Linked DNA regions of Gasterosteus aculeatus: region 2 is linked to region 1. Evidence: chromatin contacts called from public Hi-C data. All regions are on one chromosome and are shown on one strand. Each heading gives the region's core, a stretch centred on a gene start, on an enhancer-like site or on the middle of the called end of the contact. The rest is flanking DNA. Distances are from core to core; before and after follow the strand shown.

Evidence for each region. A called contact is a pair of places that touch in the nucleus more often than the background predicts.
Region 2: a Hi-C map of skeletal muscle shows a contact between it and region 1, with 6 times the contacts expected there. The contact joins the promoter of hmx3a here to the enhancer-like site in region 1. A contact is called at or near these places in 3 of 6 Hi-C or Micro-C datasets (skeletal muscle and whole body).

The regions. Positions count from the first base shown.
Region 1 is chr6:14,596,933-14,599,632 of fGasAcu3.hap1.1, reverse strand. No RefSeq gene overlaps it. Among protein-coding and RNA genes, the nearest start is that of hmx2, 40 kb to the left of the region's middle. Within about 2 kb of position 1,437, at least 2 of the 9 cell types and tissues checked have open chromatin away from gene starts, as enhancers often do.
Region 2 is chr6:14,644,885-14,647,584 of fGasAcu3.hap1.1, reverse strand. It overlaps hmx3a (H6 family homeobox 3a), which reads left to right and starts at 1,449. Exons shown (of 3, transcript XM_078104686.1): 1 at 1,449-1,760; 2 at 1,832-2,135. The coding sequence starts at 1,847.

The DNA.
Region 1 (2,700 bases), core at 188-2,687:
CTTCTGTTTTTTTTTTCTGAATGTGTTTTTAATTTAAGTTTAGATTTTTGGAAAGCAAAAGAAATATGGTGTCAATACAAAGGATGACACTAGATAAATGGGAAGAGATGGTAAGAAATGTGCCAAAATGGATAATAAAACTGCAGAAGACAAAAAAGAGATGAGTGAGGAGTTAAAACCTGAAGCCTCAAAGTCAAATTGATCGGCTTGAGGGTGCCACGTTTAATTGTTAGCCGACGGACAGACATGACATCTTAGCTCCGCTGCTTTCTCCCCGGCCACATTAGCCGACCGCACCGCTTCATGTTCACAGGGTGGAGGCAGACTGTCTGGAGGAGGAGCAACCCTCGCCGTCCCTCCATCCGCCTTCCTGACTCATCACTGCTGACTCTCAGGCCGCAGCGGGAAAGGTCACAGAGGACCGGAACCATCGGGCGGAATTGGCATTTCCCTCGGTTTATGTGGCAGATTGTCAAATTTATGTATGAAGATGTGAAACCTTTTTTATAGCGAATTTAAACAGCAACAGGAGTCTTGTGCTCCAACTGCCCGGTCCTGAAACTCCCACCACTCGCCTCACCCACTTTGCCAGGAAAAGGTCGTTATAAACCAACGCGCTCGTTAGAGCCAATTGAGCCATGATTCATCCGTGGAGATGAAGGAGCGGCGGCGCGGCATTAATGTGATAAACTGTCTGTTTGGACTGCAACCGTACACAACAGCAGACAGGCGCATAAAACCACGCCATGATGGGACCTTTTAGTAAACAGTCAAAATTAGTGACATATTCATTAATATCTGCTGGGTTTAGTTATCAGTGAGACTACTGGCTACAAATAACTTTAATTTCATTTAAATGGAAAGTTGATAATCATTAATATTCATGAAGTCGATTTTTTTTTTTTTAACCGGACTAAGTGTAGGTGCTATATTTCACTGAAAAAGTATCTTTAAATATAGTTAATTAATTAATTTATATTAATTATGTTAATTAATATGAATTAACTGCAGCTAGCCTTTTTCTTCGTTATAAATTAACTGCACTATTAATCACTTTACGCTACACTAATACAGGGCTAGCTATCATCAACAGGGTTACATAACATTAGGGGGATTAGAAAAACTATTTATAAATTTTCATACATTTTTACAGTCCTCACAAAGCTCCATTGTGTTTGACATCACATCACTCTGCAGAACCTGTTTGGTCTGCTCAAGGCACCAACTGTAACAGCAGTCATTAAATCCTGCACGGAGACATCAAATGTGTAACCTTTCCAGATTGAAACATATCTTTGACACTTTCCTATCGGCCCATCAAAAGCTAAATATTTTCCCATAGTGGTTTTATCTTTCCTCTGAATATGTTGTCTAATCATACTTCCATACGCTGGGCAGCCGGCGGCAAAAGGCTCTCAACCTGTTCACAGACCTGTCGTGCCCTTCGTGTTGACAAGCCAAGAGGAGGCCCGAGGGGGTGACGGAACCCAAAAAAAACAAGAACCGTGTCTGAGCGTCTGTCTGTGTTTTCAAACCTACAAAGGGAGGAAAAAAAGATGGCTTGTCGCTATGATAGAGAAACCAATGAAGAACATTGTTGATCAGACAACTCTGCAGTTATGAAATCATCGCTTCAATAATGATTTTGAACCATGACAACACTGGCACAATCACCTTTTTGACATCCCCCCCACCCCCCTTCTCCTAGTAACCCAGCATGGCATGGAGCAAAGAACGACGTGTCGGGAGGGAGCCTGTGTCCATTTCTCAGCTGGTGAATATTTGGCACCTCCGAGAGGGGCCGAGACCAGAGCTCCTTCATGTCTCCGTCTGTTACTGGGCAAGCAAATCAAAGATGTGTCTCATTTCTGAGGCTGTAAAAGTGCGCCTGGGGATGGATCAGGTGTCTGTGATACACCCAATCCTCCCTCAGCTGCCTCTACTTACAGGCTACCAATCCATGTATCCTCCAAATGAACACTGCCAACAAGCAGTATAATTAAATGCTCTCTGGAATAAGGCGTATTATCTTTTCAAGTTATCTTAAGAATGGGAACACAGGTCATCACAAGTGGATCGTCTGCATCTGCTTGTTGGAAGATTCCCATCTTAACTGAATATCCCTCAACACCAATTTTTAAAGTTCTAAACCAATAACCCAGAATATTGTGACATCAAAATCGACTGAACCTGGAGAATTTCTGGGTTTACCAGCTATGACATTTTAAACTACAGTAACACAAACAGGGCATATCTGTTTAGCGTAGCTCTTTTAGTCCTTTTAGTGCATTGTAGCTATGGGCTTCTTCTTCTTATTCCATGAGAAATAAAAAAAGAAAAATCAATGTGGAGTCTTTCCTTTCAATATTTTGTTTCATGCGGTGTATTTGTTTCCTGAGTGGTCACGAATAAAGCCCATCTAATCGAAATATCAATTTATTATCTGAAAGTGCGTTAAAAAAGAAAAAAAAAACATTACACTTTTTACTGGAAATTTCACAGCCTCACATCCGCTGCGCCGTTGCTCCAATAAGAAACGCCTGAGATGAAATATGACTATGAAGTCGATGCACTTTCACTCATCAAAGTCCTTGTGGATTTCATTTCTGTGGCGGTATGTGAAGGAGCTGTTGGCTTGTCTCAAGTTGAGTAGACCCGTCCGCCGGCTGGATGCGAGGACGCTACCAGGCCACACCTCCG
Region 2 (2,700 bases), core at 200-2,699, 48 kb before region 1:
CGGGGTACTTCTTGAGCAGCTCACTAAATGAATAACACGTGTTAATTAAACCACGGCCATACCGGTGCTTGTAAGAACCCTACAGATATGTGGGGGGGGGGGGGGGGGGGGACGGGACATTGTGGCATCCATTGCAACCTTTACCTTTCAACTGACACCCTCTATTATGGCTGCATATCACATAATGAATGTCTTTAGGGAACTGAACTGAACTGATGATGATGATGATGATTCAATACTGAAATGACTACATCTCCCTTGGCTCACGCATGCTCTAGAGGACAAATATATTAGTCAGATGGCACACAAACTTTTTAGTCCATTTGGAGGACAATGCATGAACTTGCATGAATTTCTTGTAGTCCTACATGCCAACCTGCAACCCTATAACTAAATCTACAGTATATACCTTGACACTTAGTAGTTAACCTTATGGGGACCAGATTTAAGATGAGTCCCCATCATGTGACAGTGTGATGAATACTTTCGTCCTCACAAAGTGGTAAATGTAAGCACCTAACACACAGTCTTTACGCTTGCATTTCCTCCCCTGGACCGACAGAGGGCGCTGTCTCCCAGTCTTTCCGCAACACCAGCTTCCGACCAACGGACTACTTTTTTAACAAGTCAATTAATATCAATGAGTGAATATACATAGCACACTTACAAAGAGTGCAATCTGAGGGATAAATTAAGCGAATCGATTAGGGGGGAATAAATGACTGTGCGACCAGCAGACATTGTGGAAGTGGCCCTCGCTGAAAATCAATGAATTAGAAATATGAATCTAATCGCCCATTGGTGACACGTGGAGGAGCTGGTGCCTGATCTCAGGCCTCTTTCATACCGTGTTAGAAGTATTCTGACGTTGGGGTTATTCGACTATACATACAACTTTATCTGCAATGTTGTTTTGGACATGCGGATGGAGGATGGATGTTACAACGCTTACCTGTTCGTCTCACAATTTCAGTTTAATTCCCATACGGGATGAATACTATTATTATTATTATTTAATTTATTTAAATAACAGCTACTTAGGTTTTGATGAACATAAAAAAATATATATCTTAATTATATTGATACATATCTGAATTTAAAAAATCTGAAAGACACCTGCAGCCTGGTTTAAAGTGGTTTATTAATGAAACCCGTATCAATAAATATAAAAACACTGGACTACAAATATAACCTTGTTCAGTCGATCAGTGTCTGACTGGATGAGGCGCTTCTCCCAAACCTTCCTTTTTGGCGCTAACAGCCTTGTGTTGATTTGCTGCCTAATTGGACTGAATGAGACCAATATCAGGCGAGTGCTTACAGCCTGCAGCCAGAGCGCACAGAGGGAGGACGGTCTCTCCCTCCCTCCCTCCCTCCCTCCCTCTCTCTCTGCCTCTCTCTCTCTCCTTCTCTCTCTCTCTCCTCCACCGTCTCTCCCTTAATCCCATTTGCCATTGTACATGCCCAATCGCCTATACTTTCCGCATTTAACTTGGATGACACTTTTATTTCATCATTAGCAACAGCCTGACTGACACGGTGGACACAGTTTGCGTTTTGACGAAAGAGCCCGGAATGACACATCTTCATGCTTATGCATCTTTCATTTACTTTTTTTTTTTTTTTTTTTTGTTAGCGCTCAAACCTTTTATTTGATTACTTCTTCAGTCTAGAAGGACGCGTGTTTTGACGCGCTCTGCGGGTGTTAAATCAACGAGAAGAGTAAAAGAGGAACTGGGAAGCCAGTACACCGACTGCGTGTAAGTGAGCCTTGCCTTTTCTTTTTTCTTCTCTCTTTTAATTCCTGCTTCCGTGGTCCTTCTGCGTTCAGACCGCAAACACAGCGATGCCAGAGACAACGCAAGAGACGTGCGCTTCGGCCAAGGACTCTCCTTTCTTCATCAAGAACCTGCTGAACTGCGATAGCAAACCGTCCAAACCGAAGCCCGTTCTGGCCGCAACCAAGGCGGCTTTGGAGGGAGGATTTTCATTTTCCCAGGTGGGGGAATTCAGCTTTCCGCGCTTCGACCTGCCCGCGCAGAGATTCAGTCTACCGGCTCACTACCTGGAGCGCACCTCGGCGTGGTGGTACCCCTACGCCCTGAGCTCATCCTCCCACCTCCACAGAACCGAAGGTAAGACCGACAGACAGAACAAAACGAGACTGTTTATCATATTAAACGCACGCGCGGATTGTCCAACTTACTCTTCTGTATCGCACTCTTGATCAGTTATTTTTCCTAAATAAAAATCAATGTGAATTTCCGCACAACGACCCGTGTGCGTTTTGTGACACGTCATGTTGAGTCAGATACCAGACGCTGCACTCGGACCGTCCTCGTTAAATGGTGCGTTTTGGGTGATGGGACATAGGGGATGCCGTGTGTTCCGTCGTTACAGCACCGCAGTGGAAAAAAAACAATTTGACGACGTGTCCTCGATGGGGGGGGGGGCTATTTTTTTAGTAATAGATCTAAAAAAAAAAAAAAAAAAAACACGGACACGCTGTGCATAAAATGAAGCAGACGTCTTCAAATCACCGGGTGAGGGTGACGATGCGCGGCGTGCTTTTGATTTGTCTGTTGGCGCCCACTGGGAACGTCTCACCCCACAGGCTCGGTCACCCACTTGCGTGTTCACATGGCTGTTCCCGTGATTTATTCAGGGTGGATTTAAAACGCGTGTGTCATGTAAAGAATA